Regions from separate parts of the Triticum aestivum genome. Here region 2 is linked to region 1. Evidence: chromatin contacts called from public Hi-C data. All regions are on one chromosome and are shown on one strand. The core of a region is the stretch at or near the end of the contact, and the rest is flanking DNA. Distances in the headings are between cores, read along the strand shown. Region 1 has its middle 120 kb from the start of LOC123070778. Region 2 has its middle 240 kb from the start of LOC123065670.

Region 1 (2,700 bases), core at 181-2,680:
GTCATGTCACATTGCAGGGCCTTAACTACTTCACCTCCCCACCTACTATCAACATTGTTCTTTCTTCTGCAAGTGTGTTAGTTCTTTAGTAACATTGAGCTGAAGTAATGGTCACACAAGTTGACATCAGTTGCACCTTCTGGTTTAGTTTGTTGGTGTACCCCCTCTCAAAATTGCCTCACATGTTTGATATGTGATGTATGCTCAACGTTAACATTGAATCTCTTGTTTCTTTATGCTAATTCTCCAGGGAGTAAGCAAGGGAGTAATAGCTGAAAAGATACTGATATCAATGAAAGAGAGAGGAAAGCACGCCGACTTTGTATTGTGTATTGGTGATGACAGGTCTGACGAAGACATGTTTGAAAACATTGCGGACATAATCAAAAGGGGTATGGTTGCCCCCAAAACACCATTGTTTGCATGCACTGTGGGACAAAAACCAAGCAAAGCAAAATTCTACCTGGATGATACGTTTGAAGTGGCCACCATGCTGAGCGCACTGGCGGAGGCAACAGATCCTGAACCTATGACCGGCTCCACCGATGAGTTAGCTACGGCTATGTCCTCAATTGATATTGGTGGTGAACGAAGTCAGTCAAGGGGTAGACCTTTCGATGGATTGTAGTTCAGATCTTGGTTAAATCTGCAGATTATGGCGATTGATTCAACAGTCGCTTCTACACATATATTCTGACAGATATGAAGATGGGTACTCAATGAACGACTAACACCAGGGCCTACAATTTGAAGCTAGTGCAGAAGCATGCTCGATTATCCAGCCGGGCAACACATTACCATCTTTTGCTGCAAAATGCAGGTCCATATGTCAATAGCTGACTCGTCACCTCTCTTTGCATCTTTCTCTTAAACCTTTTTCCTTCTCTAGTAAAACGAGATGCCTCATGGAAGGCAAGTGAACTGTATGGACGAGGTGATAGGCACTTTGGGATGATAGGATTGGCACTGCACATGGAAATTCAATGGAGTGCATCCTCCTCTGCGTGTGATCCCGTGTAAACAAGTTACACATCGGTTTCAGTTTTGTTTTTGAAGTCTAAAGTCGCGTAGTAAATGTGAATGGTGAGATTTGGTTCGTCATTTGAAACCTTTTTGTTTTTTGCTAGCCTTGCTCTCATAGCTTTGCTCCATAATTTCTCCCTCCTTTGTTGGGTTCAAGTATGCTTCTATCTGAAAACAGCATGTAGGATTCTAAACTTGATGGTGGCACGGGCAAAATTGCAAACGTGTTGTTGATGCTTTGCTTGCCTATCTATCGATTTTCCTAACATGTGACGCGCAACTGTGGACACTTTGCTTGGAATACTGGCGAATTTGTTCCTTCAGTACCACATCTCTTTGCTTCATCAGTTCGTGGTGTAGTTTAGAAAACGGCTGAACAACGGATAGGTACAAAGTATGAACCGACAACGTAAAACAGATGATGTTCCCTTATACTACGAATCGTGGACATGGGGCACAATGTTGTGTGGGTAGAACTGAGCTTCGTCTTAAACTACAAGGGCGGTACACGTCCGTCTATCAGGAACGGGACAGTTTTTTGGCGGCTAGCATTGGACCGCCGCGGCGGCCGTTGGACTGATGGCATCTTCCTGAAGCCTTCCTGATAATCTGACGAGGGGGCTTCCTCTCCAGAATTTCCGTCCCCTAGGGAAAACCTAGGGTTTGCTGTCCTCCGGTGGCCACTGTCGATCGTGAGTTTTTCCTTTCCCGTTCCTCGTCTTCCCGACGTCTGGGAGCAATGGAACTTTTAGCCTGGAATTTGCCGTGGTTTGGGCACGACTCGGAAAATACGAACGCTTCCGGAGATCCAGAGGCAGATGCATACGGATGTGGCTTACGCATTAATAAGGCAGAAAAAACTAAGCGGAAGGGTTTTCGCCATATGGCAGTAGATGAGTCTGATGGCAAGAATGGAGGACTGTTGCGGAATTCCCTAACGAACGCTCATTGCGTCGAAGGAAGTGTGGCTGATTCGCTCGTCTTGGGCCGACCCGTTTAATTGTTTCAGCGACTTTGGTTTTGGGAACCTTCTAGAGCTTTCCAGAAGGGTCTTTCCGGTTTGAGGAACCTTCAGAAGGTTCCTGAACCAGCTTTTTTTTGTGACCTTTCTTTTTTGTTTTCTTTTTTCCTGCTTCTATTTTCTACTTTATCCTTTTTTGCTTTTTTTTACATTTTTCTTTTTAAATTTCTTTCATTTTCATTTTCTTTTTCCAAGTTTATTTTCCTTTTTTGCTATAATATGGTTAATTTTACTTTTTTTGTTTTTCCTGTTATTTTTGTTGAAAAATTTCAAATATTGTTTGAAATTTGAAAACATGTTCTCGTTTTCAAAATTTCTTCACAATTTTTAAAAATGTTAGTGTTTCAAAAAATGTTCTCATTTTCAAAATTTTCTTCACAATTTCAAAACATGTTCGTATTTCAAGAAGTTCAAAAAATGTTCTTGTTTTCAATATATGTTCACAATTTCAAAAAAATGTCCGTGTTTAAAAATAAAAAAATGTTGTCGTTTTCAAAATTTGTTCACATTTTTTCAGAAAAATGTTCATGCTTAATAAATATACGCGGTCTCAACATTTTGTTTGCAATTTCATTAAATGTTCCCATGTTTCTAATTTTGTTCACATTTCCAAAAAAGCATACCTATACAAATTTTGTTCGCATTTTTTTTAAAAA
Region 2 (2,700 bases), core at 116-2,615, 320 kb before region 1:
TAATATATATGTTTTTAGATTTTAGAAGTGTAAAAAAAGAAATATAAAACAAAAATGAAAAATGAGAAAACAAGAAAATGAGTGCCGTGGCTTCCAGTTCAGCTGGGCCGGCCATCTCACGGTGGCCTTATGCGAGGGTTCCATAGGTCTCGCAGGAAGCGAGACATAGGGGCGCCCGGAGCGCAGGTTTTCGGTTAAAAGGCTGGTTACCTCTTGGGCTGGATATCACTGACAGGCTGCGGAAACCTTCTTACCTCTGTTTGCATGTTTGTAGATGATCCACGTGCGAACCCACTTAAAAAACAGAAACAGAAGACAGGAAACAATATTGTGGCCGGATACGGCCTCTAAGCCAAGCCGACAAAGCACGATATATAAAAATGAAGCACGTAGTGGCCTCCCGGCAATGCAGCGTCGCCACCGAAATAATCCGGTCTTACCGACGCCCTTGACCGGAGATTCGCTTTAAAATACCCGTGTCTTCGAACTTTCCAGGGTGTGCATGGAGCCATGAACGCGTCAAGATCCGGTGGCATTATATACATTTTATGCACGGTGCAGACATCAGCCGTGGATGAAACCATGCCGTCACGTCTACCGCTCGTCCGCTCCGCATCTCCATGGCAGACCGGTAAGTGTGGCAAGAATAATTGGCGTGCATACGTGAGCATGTTTGACTTAGCCGGTAAACTCATCACCATCGTCCCACTACCGAGTAATCATCTGTTCTGCTAGTTACTAGTACTACTTATTTTAGACGAAGCTAGGAAAAAAGATTGATGGGGTCATGTACATGCCACTGGGTTCATCCTTCTATAAATATTAGTGATTAGTACAAAATTAGTGAAGGATTTTAAAATTTCATTGGGGTCAATTGACCCCAATGCCTATAAGGCAGCTCCGTCCCAGTAGGAATTTAGATGGAACCTTAGCATGATTGGAGAGGACCAGAAGGCACGCAGGAGCCATCGGGACGCGAAAGAGCGAGAGATACCCGTTGGTCCTGCTCCTGCAGCCGGAACGGGATCAGTTTTATCGGAGCCGTAAAATCTCCAAAAGAGAGAGGATCGGGGCCGTCGGGGGGTTCCTATCCGCAGCAGATAACGTAGGCGCCGCGCCGGCCGGAAGATGCGCGCGTCCCTGTCTTATCGCGAGCCCGGCCGAAGGGCCAATCACTCGACCCCCAGCAGCGCCGGCGCCAGGGCCGTCGCGGCCTTTCCGCTCGTCCACCCGCGCGCGGCCCGCTTTTCGCCGACGGCGACGCTGTCGGCCGCCCGCGGGCACCACCACCACCACCACCACAGGGCGGCCTTCCGCGCGCGCCAAGCGCCACATTCACCGTATCATTAACCCGCAGCGCGGCGATCCACCAGTCGTGTCGTATCGGGGGCCAACGCCCGCCCCGCCGGGCCAGGGCCAATGCGTGCCGGTCAGGATCGGAACACGACACGAGGGTCCAGTCTGCTGGCGATCGCGCCCGTATCGCAATCGCACGTGATTTTACGCCTTTTGGCTCGTGGTCCGTGGCGTCTAGCTTCAGCTTGTTCTCCCTCGGCAAGATGATTTGGAATTTATTGGAATCTTCGTGGTTCTTGCGACGCACTTGTTCATGGATGTGCTGCCAGTATGGAATATGGATGGAGCAGGTGCCGCTGGAAAAACTGGAATGTATCTTTCGCCAAAAAGAGGCGAAAGCGGCTTGTTTTGCTGCTGCTCCGAGTTTTCGAAACACTCCTCTTCTGGTGGCATTGCTTATCGTTCTATCAAGATTAGGGACACGTCAGCATTTTTGGTTGCACTGCATGCAGATCAGTGTCCCGATGGAATAGCTTTCCTTGGAACCAATCGTATATTTGACACATCTATATCTTGAGGCGCTTGCTATAACCACGTGTCCTCGTTCCCTCTCACGAGAGTTAGTCGAGGATAATCAGGAATATATCTATCTCAAGCTCCCAGCTTGTCAACCGTCGATGCACATTTGGTGCACGTTAACGTAAGGGCCGGAATATGAGGAGTTGAAGAAATATGCTGAGTTAAAAATTTAATAAGCCAGAACGTGCGGGAGTTGTTGTGTTTGAGCACCGCGCAGCCTCCGAAAGAATGACGCACACGTACTAGCTATCTATGGCTATTTTTCCGGCAGTTGCGAAATCAAATCACACTAGGTGCCCTGGTCATGTGGCCCGATCAGACCCCGGAATGCACAGCAGGTTTTCTTGACATCAACTCAAAAGCAGCAAAACCGATTCTTTCCAGTTCCGCTAACTAAAAAAGATAACAACACATGGGACACGACGCTCTCTTAATTAGACAAGCAACAGAGCGGGAACTAGCGCTAACAGCAAAATGATCTCGTGCTTGTTACTGTGTCGCGTGGTGGATCAACACGATGGATGATGCCGCACACGAACGCAAAGCGGTGGTGACAGCGAACGCATGAGCCTAAAAAGGCATCACTTGCAACTTGCCACAAAGCGACCATGGCTGCTGCTGCTGCATGGACGATGGACCCTAGCTTCTGATCTTGGCACCGGCGAGGTTGATCGATCACTAACCAACCACCCCACCGCACGGGAACCACGAGAGGTTAAAGCTGCAGTAGTGGACACGAGGGCCAGCGAGAGCGAGCCGACCCAGAGCTAATCCACGTGCTACGGCGACGGGGATCCCACCCATGAGAAGGGCGAGGGCACTGCT

The links. Hi-C and Micro-C count contacts between places; a contact is called where the count stands out from the background.
Region 2: a contact with region 1 is called in a Hi-C map of leaf, with 8 times the contacts expected there. The contact joins two enhancer-like sites. A contact is called at or near these places in 4 of 5 Hi-C or Micro-C datasets (leaf and an unstated tissue) and 1 of 1 datasets of contacts at active chromatin or transcription factors (leaf).

Annotation. Positions count from the first base shown.
Region 1 is chr3B:539,709,446-539,712,145 of IWGSC CS RefSeq v2.1, reverse strand. It overlaps the pseudogene LOC123070779. Among protein-coding and RNA genes, the nearest start is that of LOC123070778, 120 kb to the right of the region's middle. Within about 2 kb of position 1,430, at least 1 of the 8 cell types and tissues checked has an H3K27ac peak or open chromatin away from gene starts, as enhancers often do.
Region 2 is chr3B:540,027,441-540,030,140 of IWGSC CS RefSeq v2.1, reverse strand. No RefSeq gene overlaps it. Among protein-coding and RNA genes, the nearest start is that of LOC123065670, 240 kb to the left of the region's middle. Within about 2 kb of position 1,365, at least 6 of the 8 cell types and tissues checked have an H3K27ac peak or open chromatin away from gene starts, as enhancers often do.